Linked DNA regions of Mus musculus: regions 1, 2, 4 and 5 are each linked to region 3. A link is a contact called in public HiChIP or PLAC-seq and Micro-C data. All regions are on one chromosome and are shown on one strand. Each heading gives the region's core, a stretch centred on a gene start, on an enhancer-like site or on the middle of the called end of the contact. The rest is flanking DNA. Distances are from core to core; before and after follow the strand shown. Region 1 has its middle 6.5 kb from the start of Gm26562. Region 2 has its middle 14 kb from the start of Mb21d2. Region 3 has its middle 79 kb from the start of Opa1. Region 4 overlaps Mb21d2 (Mab-21 domain containing 2). Region 5 holds the start of Lrrc15 (leucine rich repeat containing 15).

Region 1 (2,700 bases), core at 62-2,561, 560 kb before region 3:
ACACAGGGCACCAGGCCTTTGCCTAGTGAGTCATCTTGCCTGCCCTCTTTCTGCATGTTGATAAAAAGCTCATGGTTAAAACTCCAAGGCAGAGACCTGCTCACACCATTTCTTCTTCTCTTCCTGCCCTTCAGACTATATTTATTTATGTTCCAGCCACTCTGTCACAGGAGTGTAAGCTGTCAGCTTAGGTGGCAGTTGTAGCCTGATTCCTTAGGTATTGAGCAGGACGCATTCTGTCTTCACACCTCATGGGAGCAGTGCGATAGTCCACTGGTCCATGGAGAGAAAGAGCGTGCTTTGTGGTCTGGAAGGTCTTGTTCTCCAAGGCCCTGCATTGTGTTACTTTCTATGAGGAAACGGAGGAAAAGAAAACATTTTCATGTTTATTTATTTCAGTGAAAGCCAATTTGGGTTTCCCTTCTTTCTTTCCTTCCTTCCTTCCTTCCTTCCTTCCTTCCTTCCTTCCTTCCTTCCTTCCTTCCTTCCTTTCTTCCTTTCTTCCTTTTTTTTCTTTATTTTATGCATATGTTGCTGTGTCCAGACATACCAGAAGAGGGCATCAGATCTCATTACAGAGGGCTGTGAGCCACCATGTGATTGCTGGGAATTGAGCTCAGGGCCTCTGGAACAGCAGACAGTGCTCTTAACCGCTGAGCCATCTCACCAGGCCCTGGTTTTCCTTTCCAATCTGTGTGACAATGACAGTATTACAGTAATTTAAATGTAAATTCTAGTCAGAGAAATGGAAGCATTATTAGGTGCAAGTGTGTGTGTGTGTGTGTGTGTGTGTGTATGTGTGCACATGCGCGCATATCTGTGCCTATTCTACAAGTTATCTCATGCAGTTATGGAAATACAAATCTCACCCAAGGGACTCTAGCCAGCTCCAGCATAGCAAACATGGTTCTGGCAGGTCTTGACTTTCTCCCCATCCCCTCTGTCTCACTAAAACCCGTTAGATCACATTCTTAAGGTTAAGAATAACTAGCCCCGAGATCCATTCCCTTATTTGGCTACTCCCCACTCCGGAGTGTGACTACCGGAGGTCCAGCTATCAAAGCAATAAAGTTCAACAATCAAAAAGACATCTTTGGCTCACCTGATTAACATGCCCAATTAAAATTAAACACCTCATCCTGACACAGGGTTTCCCATTTTACTTTTATAAACTGCCATTTTCCTATGCACTACATCTGTCTCCTCTCTATCCAGAGGCAGTTCTTTGTCCCTCTGGGATAAGTACTCCCTCCCCCTCTTCCTTGTTTCCTTCCCCTCTCCCACCTCCTCTCTCTCCTGCCTTTGTCTTTTATCCCCTGCCCTCTGTCCTTCTGGGGCAAATCAATCTCCTTTGTGCTGAGAATTGGGTCCTGGAGGTCCTGAGCTGATGCTTTTCCCTTCGCTCTCAGTCTTCCTGGAGGGAGCAGGAGAAGCAGAGCTGGCGTTCAGTTCAGATACAGAGAATGGGGGTGGAGCCGACATCTGGTTAGTGATAGTGTAAATCCTGATCCATACCCAAGGCCCGGAACCGGGAGAGCCAGTGTCTAGGATGTCTCGCTCTAGAGTGGAGTTTGTCCTCTTCCTTATGTGGTTTTATGTGGGTCCCCAATGGACTGGAGGGTGCTTACCACACAGGGAGGGGTGGTTTTATTCAGCCTACTGGTGTTATACTCACACAGACATAGATAGATATCTTACCAGATATCTGGCCAGTCCTTAGTCCAGTTGAGATGACACACAGAATTATGACTCCTTTTTGAAATATTTTAGGGATGTCCACTAAGGGTGCCTTTACTGCCTCCCAAGACTGATGGAAATCCTGACAGAGATGATTTCCTCAATAAGCAGTGGCGTGGTGCTAATTTTACAGATTCGAGCAGAAAGGCCCCTGGCTCAAATTATTATGACCAAATTAATTAAATCAAGCAATTAATTGAAGCAAGCTTTTTAAAAATTCATGTACACAACTGTCTCCCCCTAAAGGTGGGGATCAGGAGATCACCACTGGACACAAGGAAGACAAGGTCTTTATAGCTCAGAGGTAGGGGGTTTCCAAATGAGGGATTTGGTAGGCAAAATAGGGTTACAGGACTAGAGCTTAAGCACAAGTTAGTCACAATGATCTCCCGAAACAAAGACAGGATTGCAAGGAGGTTGCAACAACAGGCATTAATTCAAGGTAGCAATGACAAACGTTTGAAACAAAAGTAGGGAAACAAGATGGTTTCAGTAACTTTTTGAAACAAAGACTTGGTTGCAGTTTCCTGTAACAGGCAGTACAGAACCACCTGCATGTTAAGGTTTCAGATGGGGTATAGTCCAATCCTTGAGAAGCAGAGGTTTAACCATAAACAGTCAAGAACCTAGTTTGTCTTTACCGGAGGAAGGGTTTTAAGCCTGAAATGGAGGCAGGCTAGTGTAGCAGTTATGGCATGAGTTCTTTGCTACCTGCTTTGGTATTCTGGATTCATGAATGAAACACACACACACACACACACACACACACACACACACACGCCTTAATCAGCACAATGGCTGGGCCACTCCAGAACATCTATGTTGCTAACGCCTGTCCTCTGATACTCCTGAATTGTTACTAAAATCTATATTCCATCTTTGCTGCCATAGACCCAGCGGGGAGGGGGCGGAGCCACTCTTCCCCCAGCTCTTACATGATTGTATGCTTTCTCTTCTGCAGCT
Region 2 (2,700 bases), core at 38-2,537, 710 kb after region 3:
AGTGTTTGTTGGATGAATATTTTGTAAACATAGTTAACATCTACAATGATTTGAGTTCAAGGCAGTCGCCCTACATGAATGCTCTCCCAAACATTTCTGCTATGATCCTCTTTTATGCAAGGCATTTCCACATGAGCTCAGGTATACAAAATAGGTACATAAGTCAAACCTGTATTGATAATAAATCACCAAGAAATTTGTTCTAAGGCAAATCTTGAGTATCCATGTAATTTTACCGTTTATGAAACATGAAAACAAATTTGCATACTAATGAGACGGTTGTGCTTGTTGATTTCTACATAAAGAAGTAAATCTCGGCTGAATATTTGATCCTGCAGGTTGTTTTTCAGAGTTAATTGATATTTTGATTTTATAATCATCAATGCTGAGAACATTGCTTCTCATAAAAAAAACAAAATAAAAAACATGGCAGAAATGTGTTAGGGACATTTCGGAAATTGTGGGAGATTCTGCCTTAATCCCAAGGCAAAATTCATTTCACGAGTTTTCATGAAACCCAAAGTTAGCGGATCAAACAGCAATTTTTAAAATTAAACACTCAAGTCAGTCCAATCCCATCCAAAGATATATGAATTTGACATTTACATGCTGAGGCATGATGGTGGAAAAATATTAAAAAGTCTTTATTTTCTGTAACAAAACCATTGTGTTTCTGTAAGAGCAGAAAACTGAGTATGCAGTTAAAACAGCAGAGCTTTTACCATGCGATGGTTGCCTATCTGAGTCCTGGCACTTAGAGCAAGCTCTGTCTGTGTTCCCATCCCTTGCTCAAAGCCTCTTCTCCGTCCAATACTCTCTTGCAGCCCCCTTTCCAGGTCCACAGAGTATAGTCCACTCATACCCATTACATCCAAATAAACACTGTGGGATCTGCATAGGAAAGAGAAGATGTGGTTTTTTGTCTTTCCAACAGAGTCTGGGTTATTGCCTGGACTATAATAGTTTCCTGACCCATCCATTTTCCTGCAAGTTTCATGATTTGGTTTTTCAATAAAGCCAAATAAAATTCGATTGCAACTATCACATATTCATTACAAATTACATCCTGGCAATGGTTTTAAATCTGAGTCAGGGTGTTTCAAGCAGTTTGTCCGTGTTGCTAGGTGTGAAAGCCTGCTCATTGCAAAGCACTTTTGTGTGCTTGAAAAGGTTAGCTCAGGAACTTTGGGAAAGTCATGGAACACTTGCCCCTCCCCCCCTAAGGGAGAGGCTAATTAGCATTCCTCAGACCACAGTGGGGGGCGGGGACCAACCTGCAGGTGAGGACACATTCCACAGGACTGACCATTGCCCACCTTCAGACAAGGGAAGTTCTTGCCACCTAAAGACCAATCAGTTTAAAAAGTCACACTGTTCTGCCAATCACATTGTGCCTAATGGCTGCTGCCCTGAAAACTGTATAAATAGCTCACTAAATGAGCAGCATGGGGTTGCTGTCTCTCCTTCGGGTCTGGGATGACCCCAGTGCACTGGAACAATAAATTCCTCTTGCTTCTTGTATCGATCCCTACGTGGTTCACTCAAGGGGTCCCCAGTAAGCTAAGGCTCGCCAGAGTCTTACATGCTCAGAACCAAGGGAGAAGTGAAGTTACATGAAGTAACCTGGGAGAATGCTGTTACAAATACTGGGAATTTAGTAGGAGTTTGATTTTAACTTACTTTTGGTTGCTCTGTGCTCAGAAACACTTTATTGTCAAAATTTTCATGATATCCCGTTTAGTTACTCAGTCCATATAGGAGTGCAGCTTTCAGTGTGGGGAGCAGGACCTATACAGTGTAGATGGATCATATTCAGCCAGCTGAGAGGTTCTGAAGACAACACCCGAGATTTGCAGCAGGGAATCACACAGCATGCAGTGTGATGTGTTCCCAGCCTGCTTCTGCCCCACCAGTTCCAGACTTGCCTGGTATAGCAGGTTGGACTTGTCAGTCCTCACAGCCGATGAGCCAATTTTTTAAAAAAACGAAATCTCTTCATGTAGGTGTGTTATCGATCTGGCTTTCTAGAAGAAGCTGTTACAGACAGAGATTAAATTTAGTAAATAACGCCAGTTTGTGATTAAATGATTGACCTGGCATGTAGGATCCAGTAGGACAAGAATCTTTTGTGTCCTCAGTGTCAAGCAAGGAAACTGCATACGATACAGTCTCAATAAGCGTTTGTTGTGGTAAAGAGGTGTTAAAAAAAAAAAAAGAATGCCATTGAAAATGCCATATTCTTTCATCCTAGCACACAAGAGGATCCAGAGGTGAGTTCCAAGCCAGCCTAGTCTACAGAGCAAGTTCCAGGCTGGTTTTGGCTGCATGGTTTTCGCTATTTGTTTTGAATATCCATCCTGCCTCTCTCTTTGGCTTAAAGGCCTGTTTATCAAGGATTAGGTAGGCTACACCTCACCTATGACTTTAATGACAAATGGTTCTGTAACATTGGTACATGTACCATTTTTGCCTGCTCCAGGAATGACAACCATGTGTTTGTTTCAAAAAGTTAATAACCATCTTGCAAACCTACCTTTGTTTCAAAAGGTTGTTCTAGCTACCTTATTATGATGACCCATTGCTACATCTGTCTTGTTATGACTACCTGGCAACCAATGTCTTTGTGTCAGGTCCTTATGACTAACCTGTTATGCTTATGTTCTGCTCCTGTAACCCTGTCTATTTTGCCTGCCAACCCCA
Region 3 (2,700 bases), core at 39-2,538:
AGGGCGTGCCTAGCCATTTCTATAGTTGCTCTTTCAGACTTTTGCAGCCACACTCACATGGGCTCCCTCAGAGACCTTGGCAGCTAGCTAGCTGTGCACGTTGTACAACCCCAGTCAGTAGCCTGCTGGTAAGATGCTGATAATGCTTACATGAAGGAGGTGTAAAAGTTAGCAGGGCGGTATGTTTGATATCTGGAACGCAGCAGTTATTTAATGAATAATCTTCCTCCAGACCTAATAAAGCTGCATCTCCAACCAAGATGGCTAGAAGTCCTGCTGTCAGAGCTGTAGGGGCACCCACGTGCACAGACAGACAGACAGACAGACTGTGACTCATGGGTGGGCAGCATGCTGTGTGTAGACACTGTGACACACGTGCGTCTTGATCTCAAAACATATCTTCGAGCATTTAAAAATAAGGGGACTTCACATGACTCTTCCAACCCCCAGCTTCCCTTACAAGTTGCCTGCTCGTGGAGGCAATGGCCTGAGCCCTTGGGCCTGAGTCTTGCAGGGACAGAACGGAATTCCCTGGAACCAGGAGCCAGTTCAATCATAGCTCTAGCTGCGCAAACAGCTTCTTTGGGCATCACTGCTGCAAAATATGAGCCAGCAGGGCTCTAAAGCTATAGTGTGTCTTTAAGGCATAAAAAGAAAACCCAAGGGTTTTAAAAAACAAAAAGGAGTTCTTTCATCATACCACACCCTATCCACTTAGTAAGGTACTAGGACACACACACAGAGAGACACACACAGAGTCACTCACAAACATACAGAGACACACACTCAGTTACTCCACATACACAACCACACACACATACACAACCACACACAGACACACACACAGACACACAGACACACAGACACACACACACACACACCCATAGGCACCAGTACAAAAGCCATAGTAACTCAGGGGTAAAGAAATCCCCTATGTAGAAACACAAGGCAAATCTTAAGCCTCCCAGCAGCAGATGCTGAACATGCCGACCTGCAGCATATCCATCTGCTCTAGAAAGTTGCCCATTTCCATATTCTCATCCTGCTTTTTTTTTTTTTTTTTTGGAGGTTGAACATGCCACGCCTCATCTGCACAGGCTTTCTGCTTGGCTGGCCTCAGACAAAGTTACCATTAACTCCCCAACCTGCAAGAAAATGATTTGACACAAAGGATTCCAAAATGTCCTCCTCTCCCCCTACAAGCCCGCAAACAAACAGTACAGGAGTGAGGTCAGCCAGGAACCCCCGCCCACCAGGCACTGAATTCATTTACCTACCTCAGTGCCCATTCAGAGAAAGGGGTGGGACAGGGAACAAGAGCTGCTCGGAGGCCAAGGAGAGTTTGGGGGTCGCACTACATTACAAGATTTGACAGGCCTTTGCCAGCCTTCAGTTTCTTTGTATCTTTTACATAATGGAGCGACACAAACTGAGCAGCCGGGATCCGTGCTGCCGCCCTAGCTCGGAGCACCCTCTTTGCAAATGCTAATAGTATTGCAGCATCCTGTCACCCGCTTACACAACAAAAGGATGTTGATTTTCACATGAACCAGAACAGCCGCATTGTACACAAGTTTGTGACCAACTTGTATGATCTGCGCATCAAAAGCCCAGCCAATCAGAGTACACAGCTGGTGAACCGCACCAAAGGGGGCGCCCATGGGGAGAACGTCCCAGTCCCAAAGCCTCACGCCACATGAATAAAATTACACTCTATGATCTTGATTCAGCTAGGACTATAGTAATTAGTATAATTAGCAAGAATGCAAATGTGTCAAGATGTTTGGAAAGAGGACATAAAAGAGGGAGTGGCTTTGTGTTTATGCTGAGAGCCTCTGAGAATATCTGAAAGACATATGAGTCTTGGCAGGAAAAAATTGCCATTTCCATATTAAGGCTTGAGAAATCTGACATTTCTCAAAGCAAGAGAACTAAGGGGTGTATAAGAGATTTCTGGAAATACATTTAGTTGAAATTGTTCAGGCTTCGGTTAGCACCTTTCCTTTCAAAAACGCTAAGATTCTTAAGTAAGAGAGAGAGAGAGAGAGAGAGAGAGAGAGAGAGAGAGAGAGAGAAAGTCTTAAAAACTGAGATAAAAATAAGTGTATCTTAGGATGTTAACTCAGAAAGATGAAGATCTGTAGAAGAGACATGGAAATTCACACAGTGAAACCACACAGCACAGGCAGCCCAGGGCTGATGGGAACTCCAAACCTGACCTGAGTCCTGCCCACTGCAGCCACACAGCACAGCTCTGCTGAGAACAATTCCCGAAGCACAGCCAGCTTCTCGGTGAATTCTCTGAGCCATCTGTTCAAACGACGAGCTCATCTCGCCATTTCTGTGTATCGTGTACCGAGCTCCCAATACCTCACACGCCATCACTTTCCTTCCTCCGAGAACTTTGTAGAGGAGCTACTCTGGAAAGTGGTTTGTTAATCGGACTGGCTTCCTTAAGTCTTATTTTGTCAACGTCACAAATTGCTGTACATCCATAAAATGGGAACAGTTCTGCTAGCGATAAAGCTACAAAACCCAACACATATTGGACCCGTTGCTCTGGATTTGAGTATTCTCAACCAAGTGTCACAGGCACAAGCCTTTGATCCGATGCCGACCATGAGATGCTTCAGAGGGGTTCTAGACGGATCTCACATTGCTCACGGCTAGTTTGTAGTACTACCCTTTGCAGTGCTGAGC
Region 4 (2,700 bases), core at 201-2,700, 780 kb after region 3:
TCTGTTTTCTCTCCCACTTTCGGCGGAAAGGATGGCCCAGAGAACATGTGTATTGGGATGGTTTCAAGGATGGCTCAGCCAAGCACCGGGATGTCTTTAAGAATTCTTTACTGGCTGCCAATTCAAGCAAAGAAACTGTTGCTATTTGTCTCTGGTGTTTCTCTCGGCAGACAGCCGCCCCCCTCAAACCCCCCTTCCCCCAGTTCATTCACATTCCTAGCAGAGACCACATGAGTACGTCTGCCCCATAGAACCCATGCAGTAGGAGCCATCAATGTCCCTGACTTGGGAAGAGAAGATGGGGGAGGTTTGTTCCTTCCCTGGACTAGTTTGACCTTGTTCTGCTTTGATCCTTCCCACTGTTGGCAGACTGTGCCCCTGACCCCAACTGCAGTGAATCAATCCTGGCTTGGCGCTACCCCAAACGCCTGGGGCTGGATAAAACTTTGCCCACACTGGCTATACGTTCCTCTGAGCTGCTCCGCTGTTCAAGTCTGTTGATATTTCCTCGAAAACTCTGGCTCCACAGCTGTCACTGGGTACTTGATTTATTTGACATTCAGTTTGTCTTGCTTTGTGTTGGACACTTGAGGGCGAATTGGGAGGAGATTTTAATATTGCCCTCTTGGAGCTCGTAGGAGAATACTACCTTTAAAGGCGTCTCTTTATTTTAAAGCGCCAGACAATAGCTTTAGTATAGCCACAGAATGGTCCGTTGCTGTTATCCATCCCTGCGATTAGCATCCTCTTCTCTCCTCCCCCCAGGCAAGCCTTGGCAACAACAACTGGCAGTTTCTAGTCGACTTTTAAAGACAGAATCCCTCTCTTCTGAACATCTTGCCTACTAGACTTATGATTCATGCCATACGCAGCCTCCTGTGTGTCTGCCTCCTTTTACTTGGCATGGTGTTTCTGGTGTATCTGGTAACTGACCACATTTTTCTTTGCAGGAGCGGTATTTTTGAGTGTGTGTGCATGTGTGTGTGTGTGTGTGTGTGTGTGTGTGTGTTTCATAGGTCCTTGAGATTTCCCAGAGGTTCATTGATCTTCATAATTACCCTACTCTGTGGGTGTGACCGTTATCACCCATTTGGGATAAGGGAAAAAGTGTGAACGGGTTACATAGCTGACAGTGGGTTGATAAGCTTGGTCCAACTGCGGACTATGCGCTTGAACGTCACACCATGAGCTCAGAAGCTAGAGTATACAAGGTATTTTAATGTGACTTACAGTGGCAAAGTCATGGTGGTCCAGAGGAAAACACTGTGGGGTTCCTTAGCTCAGACCTGTGATTTAGACACTCTGGGACATACTCGGTAGTACTGGACTGATTCTTACCACCTTGGGTTACTGTATAGAGCAGCAGATTTAGGGCTAGAGGAGTAACGCAGAGCTGGGTGGGGCTCCCCCTGCTCTGTCAGGAGGCCGCACGCAGAGCTGAATCAGCTCTGGGAGGGGCTGTGCTGGAGGCCAAAGGTTTCCAGACATTAAGTGTACCTGGGTGGGTTGAGGCGAGCAGAGACTTGAGAGCAGGCAGCATTCTTCTCCGGAATATAGATGTGTTCACACCCATCATTAAAACACATCCAGGTCATCACACACAGCCTACATGGTTAGGAACTGAGGCGTGTGGTTGGTGGACACCATGTCTGAGAGCTTTGCACCTCAACGAGAAGAGTCCACGGGAGGGATCCCTTGCAGTCTGTGTTGAAACACCCTGCCCGTGTCTATTTAAGTCTCTGCGGCTCTGCTTAATCACGTGGGGTCGTCTCAGCCCTTTCATATATCGTAATGTCTGCCCTCCAGGAGATGAGATGGTATCTCTACGCCTAGTCTGGTTCAGTGGAGTCCAGGAAGTTATTTTGCGACGTAATAGTTCTGTTGGTGTCAGTTCAGTTATTCATTCAGCAAATATTTAAAGGCCTCTTTCGTGTTAGGAACTTCCATCGCTTTGTGTGTGCATAGACACGTGTGTACACTTGCATGAGGAGGCCAGAGGGCGGCCTTGATTATCATTCCTCATGGAGGCCTGCTTGTTCACCAGGAGACTGTGTTTCTTGATTACCTTGTTTCCCCAGACAGGGTCTCTGTCTGGCCTGATCCTGGGTTAGGCTGGACAGCCATCCTCCTCCAAAGCTGGAATTCCAGGTGTGAGTCACCACGCCTGGCTTTCCTGTGGAGTCTAGGGATTGGACCCGGCTCCCCATGTAGGCGGTGCAAGCTCTTTCCCCCTTGACTGAGCTATCTCCAGCCCTGTGCCTGGAATTATTCTAAGCTCCTTCGAACAAAATAGAGATGGACCTTCTGGTGTCTTAGATCTTAGTCATTTTAGGATAGGGAAATAAGCAATAAGAATAGCACAGAAATTATGGCTTTAAAATGTAATACAATAAATATTATGGATAAAAGGAAAAACTGTAAAGGGAATATAGTCTGGTTAAAATTTTAAAACAGTTTTTATTCTTTGACAATTCCACACATGTATAAAGTGGATGATCATCTCTGCCCTGTCTATCCACCATTACCCCCTCCCAACGCTCCTTACTCTGTGACCATCCCAAGTTCATATCTTCTGTGATTTTTCTTTTTTCTCTATTTCTCTCTCTCTTCCCTCCCTCCTTCCTTCATCCTCCCCTCCCTTTTTTCCTATCCTCCCCCCTCTCTCTGTCCCACACCTCTTTCTTTCTTTTTTTCTTTAGT
Region 5 (2,700 bases), core at 43-2,542, 630 kb before region 3:
GAAACCCTGTCTCAAAAAAACAAAAACAAAAACAAAAACAAAAAACAAACAAACAAAAGATGCGGAGGCTCCAAAGGTTGACAGCAAGAAGGAAGATGCTCTTCTGTGGAATCGTAGTGGGATAGGATGCTAAGGTGGGGGAGCTGGGACTGGGGTGTGGCGGCAGCGCTCTCCTCGGTTAATAGCCAGAGCACTTTTGTTTCTGGCTGTGATTCATGGTGACACCGGCAAGGCATGATTCAGGCAGCAGGGCTTGACCACGGTAAGCCACCAAGTGACTGTCTCAGTAATAACACTGCACTTTTATGTCTCTCCTTTCATCGCAGATCTCAAAGCGCCCTGCAAACATTAATTAAGGCTCTCGCATTCCAGGAGCTGCCCGGTGGGTGCAGGCATTGTTCTGGCCACTAGGCGGAGAAGGTAAACGGAGCCAAGGCAGCTACAACCTTTAAATGCTTTGTTAAGCAGAGGTCTGACGGCCCCCTCCCCAGCCGTGACTCCTCTACCCTCTTCCTCCGGCTCTCTCTGGGACACTTTGAATAGAACCAGCATGGTCTCCTGGTTTCCTACTGGGGTAGGGACCGTGGGAAGGTAGGGAATCAGGGCATGCTGTGGTACAGAGGTGAAAGGCAGACAAGCCCTCGTTCTCAGTCACCACCTTCACAGCCCAGGAACATATCCTGCACGCACCCAGGAGCAGCAGCATAGGTACAGAAGATAACCTCGGAGGGACATGAAATGCTACTTTTAAAAGAGATATGGTGGAGGGAACTATATTTTTCCTAAGAACTTAAATGCCTTTTCCAAAATATTAGCAGTGGCTGAATTGGATGACACATTCGAGTGTGCCTTATAATGTTCTTGCATATTTTCTCTAAAATTGGAGTTATTTCTATATACAAATTTTAGAATTCGGGGCTGGGGGAGAAAAGGAAGGGGGATGGAGAAGGAAGCAGAGAGTGGACTAAAAGGTCACAGAAAGCCCGACTTCAATCACAACCTGAACTGGTGCCTAAGGCAAGAGCTGGGTCCCAGTTACTCAGTCCTACTGCGGTGGCAGAAAACCCCTTTCCAGTGTCACACTGGACACAGCGAGTCCGAAGGAGATGGGGAAGGAGAGGCAAAGAAGAAACTTATTTTCAAGTGCAGTCGATGAACGCCCCTTCAACTTGAACACAATTCCCTGATGATGCTCCCAGAGGTTGCCCCGCCCCGCAGGCCGACACTGCCCCGTGCGGTGACTCACGAGGGGCTGTTTAAATGACAGGGAGGACCCAGAAGGCCCTCACTCATGCTGCAGTCTTGAGCCGGTCCGGTCCTCCGCCTCCTCTCCTCGCCGCCTCCTTCTTATTGACCCGGCAGCCTCGTGGAGCTGCTGGTAAGTGGGTGCCCGCCCACCCCCCATCCCGGCCGCGCCCCACATCCCGGTTGACGATAGGATCCCGAGACTCTACAAGGAGCAGGGCTGGCGCGTGCCTGGGATGCTCTGAGGACCTGGACTGGTCCAGCCCGCGCAGGAGCTGGGTGAGCCGGTCCTAGTGTCTAGCTGTGAATCTTGATGCCCTGTTTCGCTTTCCTTGACTTTATGGTCTGTGAAGTGAGCCTGGAGTGCAGCGGGGAGAGCTTTTGACCTGCAGGAAATTGGTTGAAAGTTAACTGAAGCACCCGGTTTACCTACTCCGGGAGACCAGATCCACAAGGGCAGGAGTTTCTCTAAGGTTCTGGCTGTTGGAACCTGTATCATTTCCATTGAGCCTACAGAGGTAGCCACTTAAAGGGGACTCTGCATATAGATCTGTCCAGGATGGTGAACTCACAAGGTTTCTGCCTGGGAGAAATCGGCCCTCTACTTGTGGTAGATTTACAGTGTTACATTTATACTGCTGGACTCAGGCGGATATGCAGTCTCTAGTCAGGAGTGCCAATTTGGAACCCAGTTGAAGTTTTAAGTGTCCAGGTTCTAACTCTGTGTGTAGCTTAGATGATCCCATTCTGATCATCTAGATGTGTCACAGGGTCCAGGGCTGATGCCTTTGGGAGGGAGATGCTGGAGGTAGGTTTGTGATAAGAATCAGGTGTCTCGCTGGTCGTGGTGGCGCACGCCTTTAATCCCAGCATTTAGGAGGCAGAGGCAGGCAGATTTCTGAGTTCAAGGCCAGCCTGGTCTACAAAGTGAGTTCCAGGACAGCCAGGGCTATACAGAGAAACCCTGTCTCGAAAAACCAAGAAAAAAAATCAGGTGTCGGTATGTATGTATGTATGTATGTATGTATGTATGTATGTATGTATGTTTATTTGTATGTATTTTGGTGCTGAGGATCAAACTCAGGATCTCAAGCATGCTAAACAAGCAGTCTACTACTTAGCTATAACCACAGCTGACTAGGTGAGTTTGTTTTGTTTGGTTTTAAGACAGGGTCCCACTATGTAGACCAGGCTGGCCCCAAACTCACAGAGATCCTCTTACCCTACTTCCCAAGTGCTAGGATTAAAGGCATATACTACCACGCACAAACTGGGTGGGTTTTAATCTCACCCCTTATCTGTGTCTCTGCCCAAAATGAAGAGGAGTGAGCTGTGGAAAAGGAGAGCCTTCGGGACCCTCCAACCTGAGCGGCTCTACCTTTAGGGCCAAATGCACTACCCTAGGGCAGACCGTGACTGCTGAGATAACACAAGAACTCAAGGTGCTGAGCATTG

What was found. A called contact is a pair of places that touch in the nucleus more often than the background predicts. HiChIP or PLAC-seq counts read pairs in DNA pulled down with a chosen protein or histone mark.
Region 1: an H3K27ac HiChIP or PLAC-seq map of differentiating embryonic stem cells shows a contact between it and region 3, with 7 times the contacts expected there. The contact joins two enhancer-like sites. A contact is called at or near these places in 5 of 484 Hi-C or Micro-C datasets (bone marrow-derived macrophages, embryonic stem cells, liver and 1 more) and 16 of 115 datasets of contacts at active chromatin or transcription factors (craniofacial prominence, differentiating embryonic stem cells, embryonic basal ganglia and 8 more).
Region 2: a Micro-C map of embryonic stem cells shows a contact between it and region 3, with 5 times the contacts expected there. The contact joins two enhancer-like sites. A contact is called at or near these places in 1 of 484 Hi-C or Micro-C datasets (embryonic stem cells) and 1 of 115 datasets of contacts at active chromatin or transcription factors (bone marrow-derived macrophages).
Region 4: an H3K27ac HiChIP or PLAC-seq map of embryonic stem cells shows a contact between it and region 3, with 4 times the contacts expected there. The contact joins two enhancer-like sites. A contact is called at or near these places in 1 of 115 datasets of contacts at active chromatin or transcription factors (embryonic stem cells) and 1 of 9 other capture datasets (embryonic stem cells).
Region 5: a Micro-C map of embryonic stem cells shows a contact between it and region 3, with 4 times the contacts expected there. The contact joins the promoter of Lrrc15 here to the enhancer-like site in region 3. A contact is called at or near these places in 7 of 39 promoter capture datasets (HPC-7-derived erythroid cells, embryonic stem cells, hippocampal neurons and 2 more), 2 of 484 Hi-C or Micro-C datasets (bone marrow-derived macrophages and embryonic stem cells), 4 of 115 datasets of contacts at active chromatin or transcription factors (embryonic basal ganglia, embryonic stem cells and pancreatic cancer cells) and 1 of 9 other capture datasets (embryonic stem cells).

What each region holds. Positions count from the first base shown.
Region 1 is chr16:30,211,727-30,214,426 of GRCm38.p6, reverse strand. No RefSeq gene overlaps it. Among named protein-coding and RNA genes, the nearest start is that of Gm26562, 6.5 kb to the right of the region's middle. Within about 2 kb of position 1,311, at least 19 of the 459 cell types and tissues checked have an H3K27ac peak or open chromatin away from gene starts, as enhancers often do. A contact at or near this core is called in differentiating embryonic stem cells, where this site is marked.
Region 2 is chr16:28,942,013-28,944,712 of GRCm38.p6, reverse strand. No RefSeq gene overlaps it. Among named protein-coding and RNA genes, the nearest start is that of Mb21d2, 14 kb to the right of the region's middle. Within about 2 kb of position 1,287, at least 4 of the 459 cell types and tissues checked have an H3K27ac peak or open chromatin away from gene starts, as enhancers often do. A contact at or near this core is called in embryonic stem cells, where this site is marked.
Region 3 is chr16:29,656,664-29,659,363 of GRCm38.p6, reverse strand. It overlaps a transcript of Opa1 not described here. Among named protein-coding and RNA genes, the nearest start is that of Opa1, 79 kb to the right of the region's middle. Within about 2 kb of position 1,288, at least 68 of the 459 cell types and tissues checked have an H3K27ac peak or open chromatin away from gene starts, as enhancers often do. A contact at or near this core is called in differentiating embryonic stem cells, embryonic basal ganglia, embryonic stem cells and 1 more, where this site is marked.
Region 4 is chr16:28,878,586-28,881,285 of GRCm38.p6, reverse strand. All of the region lies in intron 1 of Mb21d2 (Mab-21 domain containing 2), which reads left to right. Among named protein-coding and RNA genes, the nearest start is that of Mb21d2, 50 kb to the left of the region's middle. Within about 2 kb of position 1,450, at least 56 of the 459 cell types and tissues checked have an H3K27ac peak or open chromatin away from gene starts, as enhancers often do. A contact at or near this core is called in embryonic stem cells, where this site is marked.
Region 5 is chr16:30,281,846-30,284,545 of GRCm38.p6, reverse strand. It overlaps Lrrc15 (leucine rich repeat containing 15), which reads left to right and starts at 1,292. Exons shown (of 2, transcript NM_028973.2): 1 at 1,292-1,378.